5 separate regions of the Sus scrofa genome follow, and all the other regions are linked to region 4. The links are chromatin contacts, called in public Hi-C and promoter capture Hi-C maps. All regions are on one chromosome and are shown on one strand. The core of a region is the stretch at or near the end of the contact, and the rest is flanking DNA. Distances in the headings are between cores, read along the strand shown. Region 1 holds the start of ISYNA1 (a long non-coding RNA gene). Region 2 holds the start of UPF1 (regulator of nonsense transcripts 1). Region 3 holds the start of COPE (coatomer subunit epsilon). Region 4 holds the start of CRTC1 (CREB-regulated transcription coactivator 1). Region 5 overlaps ELL (RNA polymerase II elongation factor ELL).

Evidence for each region. Promoter capture Hi-C pulls out the DNA fragments that hold promoters and counts their contacts. A called contact is a pair of places that touch in the nucleus more often than the background predicts.
Region 1: a promoter capture Hi-C map of fetal skeletal muscle shows a contact between it and region 4, with 2.8 times the contacts expected there. The contact joins the promoter of ISYNA1 here to the promoter of CRTC1 in region 4. A contact is called at or near these places in 2 of 5 promoter capture datasets (fetal skeletal muscle and liver) and 1 of 47 Hi-C or Micro-C datasets (embryonic fibroblasts).
Region 2: a Hi-C map of liver shows a contact between it and region 4, with 3 times the contacts expected there. The contact joins the promoter of UPF1 here to the promoter of CRTC1 in region 4. A contact is called at or near these places in 1 of 5 promoter capture datasets (liver), 4 of 47 Hi-C or Micro-C datasets (embryonic fibroblasts, heart right ventricle, liver and 1 more) and 1 of 2 datasets of contacts at active chromatin or transcription factors (skeletal muscle).
Region 3: a contact with region 4 is called in a promoter capture Hi-C map of liver, with 2.7 times the contacts expected there. The contact joins the promoter of COPE here to the promoter of CRTC1 in region 4. A contact is called at or near these places in 1 of 5 promoter capture datasets (liver) and 1 of 47 Hi-C or Micro-C datasets (liver).
Region 5: a promoter capture Hi-C map of fetal liver shows a contact between it and region 4, with 2.5 times the contacts expected there. The contact joins the enhancer-like site here to the promoter of CRTC1 in region 4. A contact is called at or near these places in 3 of 5 promoter capture datasets (fetal liver, fetal skeletal muscle and liver) and 5 of 47 Hi-C or Micro-C datasets (embryonic fibroblasts, fibroblasts, mesenteric adipose tissue and 2 more).

Annotation. Positions count from the first base shown.
Region 1 is chr2:59,362,290-59,364,989 of Sscrofa11.1, forward strand. ISYNA1 (a long non-coding RNA gene) reads left to right here and starts at 1,383. Exons shown (of 11, transcript XR_002341592.1): 1 at 1,383-1,530; 2 at 1,637-1,765; 3 at 1,912-2,073; 4 at 2,425-2,557; 5 at 2,650-2,700.
Region 2 is chr2:59,012,264-59,015,127 of Sscrofa11.1, forward strand. It overlaps UPF1 (regulator of nonsense transcripts 1), which reads right to left and starts at 1,283. Exons shown (of 24, transcript XM_021083471.1): 1 at 743-1,283. The coding sequence starts at 964.
Region 3 is chr2:58,929,599-58,932,298 of Sscrofa11.1, forward strand. COPE (coatomer subunit epsilon) reads left to right here and starts at 1,331. Exons shown (of 10, transcript XM_003123536.4): 1 at 1,331-1,540. The coding sequence starts at 1,415. DDX49 (probable ATP-dependent RNA helicase DDX49) reads right to left here and starts at 1,112. Exons shown (of 13, transcript XM_003123539.4): 1 at 947-1,112; 2 at 1-84. The coding sequence starts at 1,061.
Region 4 is chr2:59,155,782-59,158,481 of Sscrofa11.1, forward strand. It overlaps CRTC1 (CREB-regulated transcription coactivator 1), which reads right to left and starts at 1,415. Exons shown (of 17, transcript XM_003123525.4): 1 at 1,224-1,415. The coding sequence starts at 1,349.
Region 5 is chr2:59,342,820-59,345,519 of Sscrofa11.1, forward strand. It overlaps ELL (RNA polymerase II elongation factor ELL), which reads left to right. Exons shown (of 13, transcript XM_021083507.1): 7 at 810-934. Among named protein-coding and RNA genes, the nearest start is that of ISYNA1, 20 kb to the right of the region's middle. Within about 2 kb of position 1,447, at least 2 of the 83 cell types and tissues checked have an H3K27ac peak or open chromatin away from gene starts, as enhancers often do. A contact at or near this core is called in fetal liver, where this site is marked.

The DNA of each region.
Region 1 (2,700 bases), core at 133-2,632, 210 kb after region 4:
CAGCCCCCTCAGAGGTTTAGTGATTTGCTAGAATGGCCCGAGGTGCTCAGGGAAGCACTTGAAGTAAATGCAGAGGGCAGGGTGTGGGGAATGGCGCGGGGCTGCCACAACTTCTCCCAGAACCTCCATGGGTTCACCAGAACCTCACTGTTAAGGGTTGTTACAGAGGTAATGGAACCTAATGGATTGTAGGTATGATTGAATAAATCACCGGCCATTGGCAACTGAACTCAATCTCCAGCCAGGAACAGGGGGACAAAACCCAAATATTTATTATACTGTCTTTCCTGTCCCCAGCCCTGAAGGTCTACCCTGGTCCCCAGACTGCCTCCTTCCCCCTTGCGCTCAGTCCCTTTTCATCTGCCCCTGAAACCACGCCCCCAGGTTTTTGCCTGGGCAGTCCTTCACATTTTTGATGTCTTCAGATCTCAAGATCCCTCACCGCGCCACATCCTCCAGGCAGTCTGCCCTGCCCAGCGCTGCCTGTTAGGTCCCTCTGGCTGGGAGTGACCCAGTCCACTTCTGACTCCCCCTCACTGGAGCCCCTGGAGGGCAAAACCTGGACCGGTTTTAGAACCCCCACCTTCCAAGGCCAGGCCCTGACCAAGTTTCCTGCAAATGTTCCCAACTATCCACCTTTTGGGTCAGCTCCAGTGGTGGAAACTTTCCAGCCGGAGGAGGCCGCTTGTTTTGGAAAGTTCCTGGGGGAGCCGCCCCCGCCCGCCTGCCGGGTTCCCACGCTCCTTTATCGCTGTGCTCTTAGGGGGGCTTAGTGCTGTGCTGGCCTAGCTCCTCCCCAGCGGGCCGCCTCTGCTCTGCCCATCCCATCCCCTCCCCTCCTCTCCCCTCCCCTCCTCTCGCCAACAGTCTCTCCCCCGCCCCCACTCCAGCCTGGCCCAATCAAGCCCTCCTGCTACAGGTGGGGAAACTGAGGACTCGCAGCCACCACCCCATCCACGTGAACCCTGTGGCGGGGGTGGGGGTGGGGGGTTGATATCTGGAGGGTGCTGCTGTTCTGGAAGGGGTAGGGGGAGGAGGCAGCCTGGGCTGGAGGAGCGTCTGGCTTCGAAGTCTTAATCCCGGTTTAGTGTCTCGTGCCTCGGTTTCTCCAGATAACCCCGCAGAGGCCCAGCCTCCTTGCCTGGCTCCACCTCCTGCCTTGTGGCTGGGGCCTGCGCTCACTTACATCCATATGATTCTCTTTTGTAATATGAGGGGAAGCTGCCGCCGGCTCAACCCGCGATGCGAAGTGAATCACGCGCGCCGAGCTCGGGCCGGGGGTCTGCGGCCCATATGATTGTCCGGCCGCGCAGGACAGTTTAGGGGACCAGATTAACACGGGGGCTCGGGGCAGAAGGGCCTCGAACCCGAATCCAAGGCCTGTGTGCACCGTCCAGGCCGCGAGCGCCCCTCCTCCGCGGCGTGGGCGGAGCGAGGGGGCGGAGCGGGGTGGAGCCACCGCTCTTTTCTCTCGAGTTCGCGCGCCCCGAGCCCTAGCCGTCCGCTGCAGTTCCAGCCGACTCTGCGCCGGTAAGTGCGGCCCCGGGAGGGGTGCAGACTCCCCAGGGACCGAAGTCGGCTTGGCCCAGCCAACTCTCGGGTCCCCGCTGACTTCCTGCCCACCCCGCGCCCCCAGCTCACCACGATGGAGGCCGCAACCGAGTTCGTGGTGGAGAGCCCCGACGTGGTCTACAGCCCCGAGGCTATCGAGGCGAAGTACGAGTACAGGACGACGTGCGTCAGCCGCGAGGCTGGCGTCCTCAAAGTAGGCGAGGGACCGGGCTGGCCGTGAGGCTAGGGGGAACCAGGGAGCCGAGACCAAGCGGGAATTGCCCAACGTCTGCGATCTCCGCCCTGCGATGAGGGGGGAGGGGCCTGTGGTCCCCGACTCACCGCACCGCCTGTCCCCAGGTGCATCCCACGTCCACGCGCTTCACTTTCCGGACCGCCCGGCAGGTGCCCCGGCTGGGGGTCATGCTCGTCGGCTGGGGCGGGAACAACGGCTCCACGCTGACCGCTGCCGTGCTGGCCAACCGACTGCGCCTGTCCTGGCCTACGCGCACCGGCCGCAAGGTGGGGGAGTCGGGCGGCGCCTGGTAGAACCCAGGGCTCCGCTGGAATCCACGCAGAGGGGGAGGGGCTCTACGGAGGAGTGGGTCTTAAGGGGGCGGGGTTCCTCGCTGCGGGCGGACCCCGGGGCGGGGCTTCCACGGGGCGGGGCGGGCACTCCTCAGGGGGTCTTGTGGGGGCGGAGCCCAAGGTAGGGAGGACTTCGGGTTGGGACCTCCGGAGGGGAAGCAGCTCTTGCCTTGACTTGGAGCAGAGCTGAGGCGCCCGAAAGTAGGGCGGAGCTTGAGTGTGCCGACTCTTGGGCCTCCCCACGCCACGCCCACCCATCTCTCTGCCCTGTCTGCCGCTCCCCAGGAGGCCAACTACTACGGCTCGCTGACACAGGCTGGCACCGTTAGCCTAGGCCTGGACGCCGAGGGCCAGGAGGTGTTCGTGCCCTTCAGCGCGCTGCTGCCCATGGTGGCACCCGACGATCTCGTTTTCGACGGTGGGCGGGGCCCTGGGCCAGGGGTGGGGTGGGAGGCCGGGCCTGTGGGGGTCCAGGATCCCCGCCGAGCTTGAGGGTCCCCGCCCCCCCAGGCTGGGACATATCGTCGCTGAACCTGGCGGAGGCGATGAGGCGCGCGCAGG
Region 2 (2,864 bases), core at 33-2,532, 140 kb before region 4:
CAGACCAATTTAAGTAAAACCCACCACTATTACCCCGTTGGAGGAACAAACTCAAACCCAACTTTTCCAAGGCAGGGCTGCGGAGTTACGTAACAGGTCGGTTTCAGCAACAGGCAATGCCAGAAAGAAAAACAAAACGCAAACTGCCTCCTGAATAATCTTAAAAGCCAACGAGTATGGGGTTCACGACTGGAGGCAAAAGTTCCGTTTCTGCTGGGGGAGCCTCGACCCTCCTCTCACCAGCGTCCCTGAGCCCAGGGAAATCTGAATCCGCCGCTCAGTGGGCATAAGAGGGGTAAGGGAGAGTGCTCTGAAGGTTCCGACCACAGGTAAGGGGGTGGGGCAGGGCGGTCGGATCAGCCAGAGGAGGGGACCGGAGCAGATCACCGACCCAGCTGGAGAACTCGGGGACAGGTCATCCCCGACTTGGCCAAAGACAGACCCGGAAGGGGACTTGGGACAGATCGCGTAAGACCTAGCCTGAACGAGATCCTGAAATCACCCGGACGCAACCAGAGCAGGACTTGAGGTAGGTTTGCCTGGATCCGGCTGGAGAGCGGGAGCCGGGGCAGGTTACTCCGGGGACGTCCTGAATGGGAGAGACCCCGCCAGGTTACTCCAGGCCCGACTGGAGTTTGAAACACGAGCACATCAGCCTCTGCCCCGATGGAGGGGGAGCCAGGGCAGGTTCCCGGCCGCCGAGGCCTGGCCCCATCTTCCGGCGCCGCCATGTGCCGCTCACCTGAGCGTCGAGCTGTCCGGCGGCCGCGCCCGGCCCCGCGCCGACCGGGGCCCCAGCGCCTCCACCTCCAGGACCACCGGGGGGCGTCTGCGTCTGGCTGGGGAGGGTGAAGTCGGTAAACTCGAACTCGGAGCCCTGCGTGTCGGCGCCGAGGAGCTCGGCCTCCTCGGTATCCAGGAAGGTGAGCGTCTGAGAGCTGGGCCCGTACGCCTCCACGCTCATGGTGCCGCCGCGTAGGGCCCTCAGGCCGGCTCCGCGCCGCACTCGAGCCCGCCGCTGCGCTGAGGCCTAGGCCGCAGGTCTTGGGCAGCCGCCGCCGCCGCCGCCGCCGCCGCCGCCGCGCCCGCGCTCCTGGACAAGATCAAAACGCCCGCCGCGGTGCGAACCGGGTCGAGAGCCACGCGCGCCGAGCCGCCGCCTCTGCCGCTGAGCCCCTCAGTACCACCGCTTCCTTCGGAGCCGCCCGCCCTCGCAGCCCCCGGCAGGAACCGCCGCCGCCGCCGTGCGCGTGCGCGAGCCCGACGCCGCCGCAGGTGCGCGTGCGCGAGCCCGACGCCGGCGCAGACGAACGCGCTCCTCGAGGACGCCTCCTACCGCGCCCGGACTCCCGGAGCTGAGTGGGCCGACAGAACGCGCAGCGCGCAAGCGCGGGAGGCGGGGCTTCCAACCGTCTTCCCGACGGCGGCTCGAGAAGCTAGTCTCGCTCCAACCGCTCCTCCGTGGCGCCTGGGCAGCGGATGGTGTAGATGTGGTGGTCCTTGCCCTTAGGGGCGGCGACAATGTCTTGGGTTAATTGACCGCCAACTGAATACCTTACACAGGTGGAACCCAGCTGGGGAAGCTTGTCGAGGACGGTGCGGTGCGTCCCCATCTTTTAGAGAATCTTCCTGGGCCTGTTTCCTCACCTTTAAAATGGGGATGCCTGGCACATAGTAGCTGCTCAGTGTGCATTTGTTGAATAAATTAGTGGGGACAGCCCTTAGCACAGCACATAGCACGCAGAAATGGTGGTTGCAGCAGTTCTGTACAATTATAATATTATTCAGAGGCAGTATATAACAAAGCACTTGGGAGCACTTGCTCAGGTTTGAAATCCAGACCTGGCCACCTACTGGCTGTGTGACTTTGTGCAAATGATTTCACGTCTCAGCCTAGGATTTCCTCCGCTGGGAAAGGGAAATAATAACCATTAAGATGGGCTGAGGGGAGTGCCGGTAGTGGCTCAGTGGAAACAAATCTGACTAGGAATAATGAGGATGCAAGTTTGATCCCTGGCCTCCTCAGTGGGTTAAGGATCTGGCATTGCTGTGAGCTGTGGCCTAGGCTGCAGACATGGCTTGAATCTGGAGTTGCTGTGGCTGCAGCAAAGGCCAGCAGCCGTAGCTCCAATTTGACCAATAGCCTGGGAACCTCCATATGCCGCCACTTCGGCCCTGATCTGAGGAATGTCTGTGACCCATACCACAGCTGATGGCAATTCCAGATCCTTAACCCACTGAGCGAGGCCAGGAATGGAACCCACATCCTCATGGATGCTAGATTGGGTTTCTTAACCACTGAGCCATGATGGGAGGTCCCTCTCGGAGTTTTAAATGCATGCCCTACCCTGCCTTTGATCTAGCAATTCCACTTCTAAGGATATCCTCTTATTTCCTACATATACTCACATTCGCAAAATGGCACTGTGGGAGTTCCTGTCGTGGCGCAGTGGAAACTAATCTGACTAGGAACTATGAGGTTGTGGGTCCGATCCCTGGCCTCACTCAGTGGTTAAGGATCCATCGTTGCCATGAGCTGTGGTGTAGGTCTCAAACGAGGCTCAGATCCCGCGTTGCTGTGGCTGTGGTGTAGGCTAGCAGCTGTAGCTCTGATTAGACTACTAGCCTGGGAACCTCCATATGCGCAGGTGCGGCCCTAAAAGACACACACAAGAAAAGACAAAATGGCACTGTGGGTGATAAACTAAAACATAACCATTTAACACAAAAGAAAGCAATAAAGGAGAAATTGGGGGGAAAAGATACCACATATAGAAATAAATGGCAGAAATAAGTCCCTATGAGTAATTTATTAAATGTAAATGATTAAACTCTCCACTTAAAAAAGGAGTTCCCATTGTGGC
Region 3 (2,700 bases), core at 81-2,580, 230 kb before region 4:
CTTCAGACAGCTTCTGCAAGATGGGCAGGACAAACGCTGCTGTCTTGCCGCTGCCTGTCTTGGCACAGCCGAGGCAGTCCCGACCTGGACAGAGGGCAAAGCAGCATCAGAGGTATAACAGATGTTCCACTGGGCCCAGTGTATAACAGCTAAGGTCTAATAAGCAGTTACTGTATGCTCAATACTGGCGTGTGCTCTTTCTGTTTCAGGATTCTGATAACTTACTGTTTTAGCAACTGACAAATTTTAGGAGGAAGAGGCCATTACCATTCCCACTTAACAGAAGGGAGAACAGATCTCAAAGCTTTGCCCAGGACACACTGCCAGTGAGTACAAGCTGGACTAGAACCCACATGCATCTGACCTGAGATGTCTGCTACTAATCACTACCTCATTTTGACTCCTTCCCAGGGATAGAAGCTTGGGAAACCCAGAATGTTCTCCAAAATCTGCATCCTATGCTCCCAAATGATGCCTTCAGCTTTATTTAATCTCTCAATTTGTCCATCTGAGGCTTCCTAAAAAGCCAGAGGAGTGAGGAGAAAAGCAGTCTACAGACTAGAGTCCTAAATTTACCTAGGTTTACCAGTTGTCGGTACCGGTAATACCGACAACCTCAGTTTCCATCTATGAAATGGAGATAGTAATACAAACTACCGAATTTTCCCAGTGTTATCTACCAGTCACTCATCAAATCATCCCAGCGCTCTGAGGCTATCTATGAGAGCTTCAGAAATTACACCACTTGTGTGCGGAAACACGGCGAGTCAATCGTACAGCCTAAACGCCAACACTGAGTAGTCGACTCCGAGAAACCAGGCTCGCCCGTGAGGCCCCAAAGCTGCCCCTCGACCCACGGTACCGGTGTGGGCAAAAGGGGCGAGAAGGCAAAGTAAGGCGACAGGAGCGGGGAAACCTCCTGTAGAAGAGGCCTAGGTACACTCACCCTCCAGGATGGCGGGGATGCAGCCGAGCTGCACGGGCGTGGGCTGCTTCAAACCCAGCTGCCGACATTGTTCCACCAGCCACGATGACAGCCCGAGCTCAGCAAAGCCAGCCATCCTCTCAGTCAGCCCGGCACCCCTGTGAGCCGTGCTTCCGGCGCTTGTCGATGACGTCAGGGAAGCCTTCGCGTTTATTGGATCTACCTTTTGCGCGGCTCCACCCTCTGCAGTTTACTGCCATTCCTAGGCTCATTATATCCTTACCATGTTTTCCCCGAGCCCGCAGACTCGAATACAACTACAATTCCCGAGATGCCCTGTGAACGCACGTGCGTCTCCCGCCCCTTTAACTCCTCTTTAAGCTCATTTCCAGGGAGCCGAGTAAACTACATTTCCCGGAGGCTCTGCGGTGGCTCTGTGCTTCCGGCCGACGTGTCCTCAGGAAGAGGAAGGGGTAAGAACACAGCGACATGGCGCCACCGGCACCCGGCCCGGCCTCCGGCGGCTCCGGGGAAGTAGATGAGTTGTTCGACGTAAAGAATGCCTTCTACATTGGCAGCTACCAACAGTGCATCAACGAGGCTCAGCGGGTGAAGGTGGGCTAGGGGATGCTAGGGGCGGAGGCGGGGGCGGAATACGCTTCCTGTTGGCCACGGGTCGTGCTCTGATTTTAAAACCCTTTCTTTCCTCGTCCCGTTTTTCCTCTCACACCTCTTTAGAGCGCGATAAGGAATTATCCCTGTCCCATGACAAAACCCAAAGCAGCAGCAGTTTATGATACTTCTCACTTTGAGCGCTCTTAGCCTGGGAGGCGTTTGAGTAAAAGAGGGGTTTCTTACCGCTATGGTAATAACAATGGCGAGGTTATTACGCTATAGTAATGATAATAGTAACAGTAATTCTTGTTGGTTCAGCGCCCACACTGTGCCGCCATACCCTCAATACCTGTGAAGTAGGGACGTTGTTTATCCTCATTGTCCAGGTGAGAACTCCGAGGCTTTTCGCAATGTCACCCTGTCCCATTAACCAGATTATTTCTCTCCAAACATGCCCATTCGTTCACTCCTCATGGAGTATCTGTATAAGCCAGGCAGAGTGCTCGTGCTGGGCTCAAAGCAGTACAAAATAGACAAAACTCCCAGCTCTCTTGGAAACCTCAGCTCCCAAGGGAGACAGAGAATTAACAAGTTAATAAACAAGATGTCAGGAGATGGTGTGATGGGGAGTGGTGAGGGGGCTTGGCTGTTTGAGGGCTGAAAAATAGAGTCCAGGGCCCAGGCAGTGAGCGGGTGACAGGAGAGGGAGCAGAAAGGACCTTAGGCAGTACTTTTGGGGAAGGGTCACGGATATTACAGTTACTTTGAGAGTGAGCCATTGGAGAATTTTTTTTTTTTTTTTTAAGGGCTGCACCTGCGACATATGGAGGTTCCCAAGCTAGGGGTCTAATCAGAGCTGTAGCCGCCAGCTTACACCACAGCCACAGCAACTCGGGATCTAAGCCTCGTCTTCGACCTACACCGAAGCTCACAGCAACGCTGGATCCCTAACCCACTGAACAAAGCCAGAGATCGAACCCGCAACCTCATGGTTCCTAGTTGGAATCGTTAACCACTGAGCCACGATGGGAACTCCAGGGTTTAGTGTTCTGAAGAGAGAAAGCTTAATTACAACTTGAGCCCTATGGGGGTGAGAGGAGATGAGAGTACTGAGTCAGAAATGGGGGTGGGGGGAGTTCCCACTGTGGCACAGTGGGTTA
Region 4 (2,700 bases), core at 165-2,664:
AAAAGCCAGTGAAGTGGGTGTTTGCAGCTCCCACTCGACCCTCCCCCAAGGCACCAGGGTGCAGCACAGGGGTCCCATCACTCTGCAGGATCAGAGACTTACTGCCACCTGTGCAAAGCATGCTCCACTCCCTGACCCATGAGGAAGGGCTTGATAGACAAACTCCACAAGAGAGGACACCAAGAGCTGAAGAGCTTGGCACCTTGAGGCGGCTGCCAGACGCTAGGGCCCACAAGAAGGCCAGGTCTCCCACCCCAGCCACAAACAAGCCCCTGCTCCAGGCCTACAGCAGCTTCCAAGGTTAGGTTAGCAGGTAACCTGGCCTGCCCCTGCACATGAAATGCGCTCAGCCATCTGAGGAAGAACTAACTCTCCACCCTGGTCCTGAAGGGCCAGGGGCCATCTGTGGCCAGCTGTCTCTTGTCCATCACCTGGCCCCCACCATACAGGTTGCATGGGGAAGGGGCTCCACTCCAATCTCCAAGACTGAGCCCAATCTGCCTTCCCAATCCCCTCAGGTTCCCACAGGGGACGGCACCAGATCTTGCCCTCAGGTTTCCAAAAGGGAGAGATACATATTCCATCTCAGGTCTGCAAGGAGGGGTTCCTGTCCTTCTCCCAAGACCCAGGGTGTGAGAGCACAGGTGACAATTATGTAGGGACACTTGTCCCTTCAGGCAGCAGTGATGTGTGGGCATCTGCCACCCCTTAGATACCAATGATATGGAAGCACCTATCTCCCCTCCCAAGGTAACAGGGATGCTTGCAAGCAGCGCCAAGTTCACACATCTCAGTATCAGCCTGTCTCCCCTAGACCATGGCATAGCTCAGGGCATCTATCCACCTCAGGTAGCATTGATGTGAGAACACCTTTCCCCCCTCAGGTAACAATGATGTAGTGGCACCTGTTCCCTCCAGGTAGTAATGATGTAGAGGTCCCTGCCCCTACAAATAACAATGATATAGTAATAACCTGGTCCCCGCTTCAAGTAACAACGTTGTAGGGCCACCTGTACCCCTTCAGGTATCGATGATGTGGGGGTACCGGTCCCGCCCACGACGCCCGGAGCGTGGGGACACCTGTCCCCTCGGGCCGTGCCAAGCCCCGCCCCCGCCGCGCGGCGCCCCGCCCCCGTCCCGCGCCCCCCTTCCCGCTGCACGCGGACACGCGCCCCTTCCCTCCCTCTCCGGCCCTGAGGGGTCGGCGCGGGCAACCCCCTTACCCGTGCGGCCCGCGTCAGGCTCAGGTCCTTCATGACCTCCTCGAAAGCCGCCGTCTCCTCCGCTTGCTTCTGGTTATGCAGCGCGATCTTCTCGCTGAATTTCCGCGGATTGTTCGAAGTCGCCATCTTCTCGCCGCCGCCGCCGCCGCCGCCGCCGCCGCCGCCGCCTCCTCCTCCTCCTCCTCCTCCTCCACCACCTCCTCGCCCCCCCAATCGCGGGTGCCACCACGCAAGCGCCAGCCGGACCCGCGGGCGGCGGGCAGTGCGCAGGCGCGTCGGCGGGCGTGAGAGCGGCGCATGCGCTCGGAAGTAGCGCGCGTTGCGGGGGCGACAGCGCATGCGCGCGTCTCGGCTTTGCACTTGTGGGGGCACAGGGGAGGTGGGAGAGGGAGGGTGGGGATTTCGGCGCAGGCGCAGTGAGCCGCCTCCTGGCCCGCTGGACAGCAGCCGCCTGGCTGTTGAGAAAGGTCCGGGGACTGGCTGGAACCCCCAGTAGAGAGATTGCTGGACTCAACACCTTCCAAGTCATAAGGATGAAGCCAGCACCCACCCCAGGCAGCACTCGAGTATGAGCCTGGGCTCGGACCAGTTCATCTCGGAGACTGGTTTAGGGCGTTGCTCATCCAGGCATGCATTTATTCATTTGAGACCCTATATGTGCCAAGTATCCTGGAGAAAAGGCATGAGCAAGGCGACTTGGTCCCTGCCCTCATGGGATGCGCAGGTCGGGGAGGGGGGAAAACAACCCACCAACAAATGAACCTTTCAGATGGCGGTCAATGTAATATGAAAAATGAAACCATGGAATTCCCGTCGTGGCGCGGTGGAAACAAATTCGACAAGGAACCATGAGGTTGCGGGTTCGATCTCTGGCCTTGCTCAGTGGGTTAAGGGTCTGGCGTTGCGGTGAGCTGTGGTGTAGATTGCAGACGCGGCTTAGATCTGGCGTTGCCGTGGCTGTGGTGTAAGCCAGCGGCTACAGCTCCGATTAGACCCCTAGCCTGGGAACCTCCATATGCCGCGGGAAGCGGCCCTAGAAAAGACAAAAAAAAAAAAAATGAAATCACTGATGGGCCAGAAGAGTGATGTTGGAAAGGGAAACGCCTATGCCACCATGGTTCAGGGGATGCGATCAGTCCCCAGTCCAAAATCCCGATGTCTTTCCCTATGCTGATACCCTATCCAGTTCCTATTCTCTGGATCCTTAAGCTCAGAGAACTGGAACTACAGAGTCAGCCTCTTCTCGATGAACTTCTCCAGCCTGATCTTGCTCAAGGAAGCCGGTCTGCCATGGCGGGCTAAAGGACGGGTCCAGAAATCCCACCCAGACCAAGCTGTGAAAGGAATAGCAGAGTCTCCCCAATGACAGGAGAGTGACCTAGGGAAACCAGAGGGGTTCTGATACCTAGTTGTCCCTCCCCAACCACCAATATCAAAAGTTTAGGAGTTCCTCTTGTCGCTCAGCAGGTTAAGAACC
Region 5 (2,700 bases), core at 197-2,696, 190 kb after region 4:
AGCAGCTCTGCTTTTGTTAACCAGTAGCAGCAGGGCTGGCTGGTTGCAGGGATGGCGGGCTCAGCCTGGCCCCTGGAGGGCACTCCTCACCCAGCACCTTAGCTCAGCCACCTCTGCCACAGGAGCTGCAGATCCGAGAGGGAGTGTCTCAGTCCCTCCAGGCTGCTGTAACAGTACCATAGGCTGTGTGGCTTATACAGAACAGACATACACAGCTTTAGAGGCTGGAAAGTCAGTGATCAAGGCAGATAGGGTGTCTGGTGAGGGCCTGCTTCCTGGTTCCTAGACAGCTATCTTCTCACTGTGTCATCACAGAGTAGAAGGGGTGAGGAGGCTCTCTGGAGCCTCTTTTATAAAGACACTAACCCTGTCATGGTGGCTCCACCCTCATGACCTAATCACTCCCAAAGGTGCCCACCTCCTAATACCATCCCCTTAGGTTAAGGATGTTAAGATTTAACATGTATTTTGGGAGGACAAAAGCATTCAGTCCATAGTGGGTGGAGGGGCTGGTGATGGGATCTTGGGAGTGTGGATGGCAGCCTCCCCTCCCCTGCCTTTTGGAGCCAGCCTGGCCTCCAGCAGCTGTAAGGCACGTGCATCTGAACCTGCTGCCTTGACCCTTCTGCGTACCAAGGGTCACTGACCTGATGTGCACAGAGCTGGGGGATGAGGTGTCAGCTCAGGGCGGGAGCCTACTATTCTCTTTCTTCTTTCCTGTCTGTCTCCACTTCCCCTGCATCAAATGCTTTCAGGAACGTCTACCTCTCTTGGGCTTCACATGAGGTGACACTGGCTCTGTCTTGTAGGTGGCCAACGTGAATGCCAAGGATGGCACGTGGACACTGAAGGACTGTGTGTACAAGGATGTGCAGAAGGACTGGCCCGGTTACTCAGAGGGGGACCAGCAGTTGCTGAAGCGGATGCTCATCCGGTAACACTGCCTCCCCACCCCCTGGGCCTAGGGAAGACGTCATCCTAAGGAGGCTGGGGCCTCATCTGGCCCTGAAGGCATCAGGGCTGGCAGGCAGAATGGAGGGACCTCTAGAGACTGCCATGGTGGCCCATAGCCACCTCTGTGGGTGAAAGGCCAGTCCTTGGTGAGCGGGGTGGAGAGCATGAGTTGCTGTCTTAAACACCAGAGTGCCAGCACAGAAGGCCTCTGTCCACCCAGCCGGTTCCTGCTGCTCCCTCCTTCTCTTCCTGACAAGCTTCCTTCCAAAACCTGCACATCTGCATAGGCTTCTGCTGCAGGCCAGGCTCCTTAAAAAGAACATGAAGCAAAGAGAAACAAGAGCGAAACAAAACTCCCTGAAGACACAATTAAGCAGCATTAATTAAACACATCCCCTCTCTGATTAATTGGGACCTGCGGTCAGGAGTGGCCGTGGTGGCTCAGGGGAGAAGTGGTTAAGTAGGCCCCTGGCTCAGGCAGGCAGTTAATGATTTCCTTCTCAGTTGATGCCTGGCTTGGGAGCACTGGCTGCGAAGCGCCTGTTCGGAGCAGCTTGATATGCTAATTAGTCCTTAAGTGATCTCTCAGGGACTTGGAGTTATTTATGAAGTTTTTTTGGGTTTTTTTAAGTTTAGCTCTTTTTTATTTTCATTTTTAAAATTTTTGTCTTTTTGCTTTTTCTCGGGGCACTCCCGCAGCATATGGAGGTTTCCAGGGTAGGGGTCCAATCGGAGCTGTAGCCGCTGGCCTACACCACAGCCACCGCAAAGCCAGTTCCGAGCCGTGTCTGCACTCTACACCACAGCTCATGGCAATGCCGGATCCTTAACCCACCAAGCAGGGCCAGGGATCAAACCCGCAACCTCATGGTTCCTAGTCGGATTCGTTAACCACTGAGCCACGACGGGAACTCCAAGTTTAGCTCTTTAAAGCAGTAATTGCATCTGGGAAGTTGAGCCAAGTTGGGGCCCCTCTAGGTGAACCCTGAGTTCCCCTTTGGCCCTGTTGGGGGCATTCACCTGCTGTGCCAGGGTTACTGCTCTGGCTGTTGGGAAGTCTCTGGGTGCTCAGGGAGGCTGAGAAGAGATGGTCCCCCTCAAGTCCCCTGTCTGGGGGTGCTCTGTTGCCCCAGCAAAACACATCTCAGGTAGGCGCTATCACCTCCTGCTGCAGGTGTTTCCATCTATGAAGTGCTTTGAGGTGAGGGGCACATGGGGCACTGTGAGGCTGTTCCTATTTGCCCTTCCTTCAGAGCTCTCTCTTAGTGCCCACTGAGCTCAGACCCTGTGGGCCTTGGCCTCTTGGAGCTCCTGGGAAGCAGCATGGCCAAGAGCAAGCAGCCCGTGTGCATGTGGGTGGGTGTAGTCTGTACTAAACAGTGCCTGAGCTGAATCTTGAGGGGAGGGGTGTCAGGTGGGAAGTTCCTAGGGATGTGAGTGCTGGAGCTCAGTACAATGCCAGGCTCATGTTTCCTCCTCAGTTTTGCTCTGGGCCATCTCTGAGCTCTTCTCTCTGTCTGCATGGGCCGGCCGTGGTATTGGCATTGCCCAAAACTGCCCAGGACACTGACAGCACCAGCTGCTCTTGGAAGCTTGAACTGATTGACGTGCAGAGGTCAGGGTCAACATCCCTGACACCTGCAACCACAGAGAAGGCTATCCCAAGCTTCCCTCTGCACAGCTTTTTTTTTTTTTTTCTTATTTAGGTTCCCTCCCTGAAGAAAGCACCATTGATGGCAGCTCTTG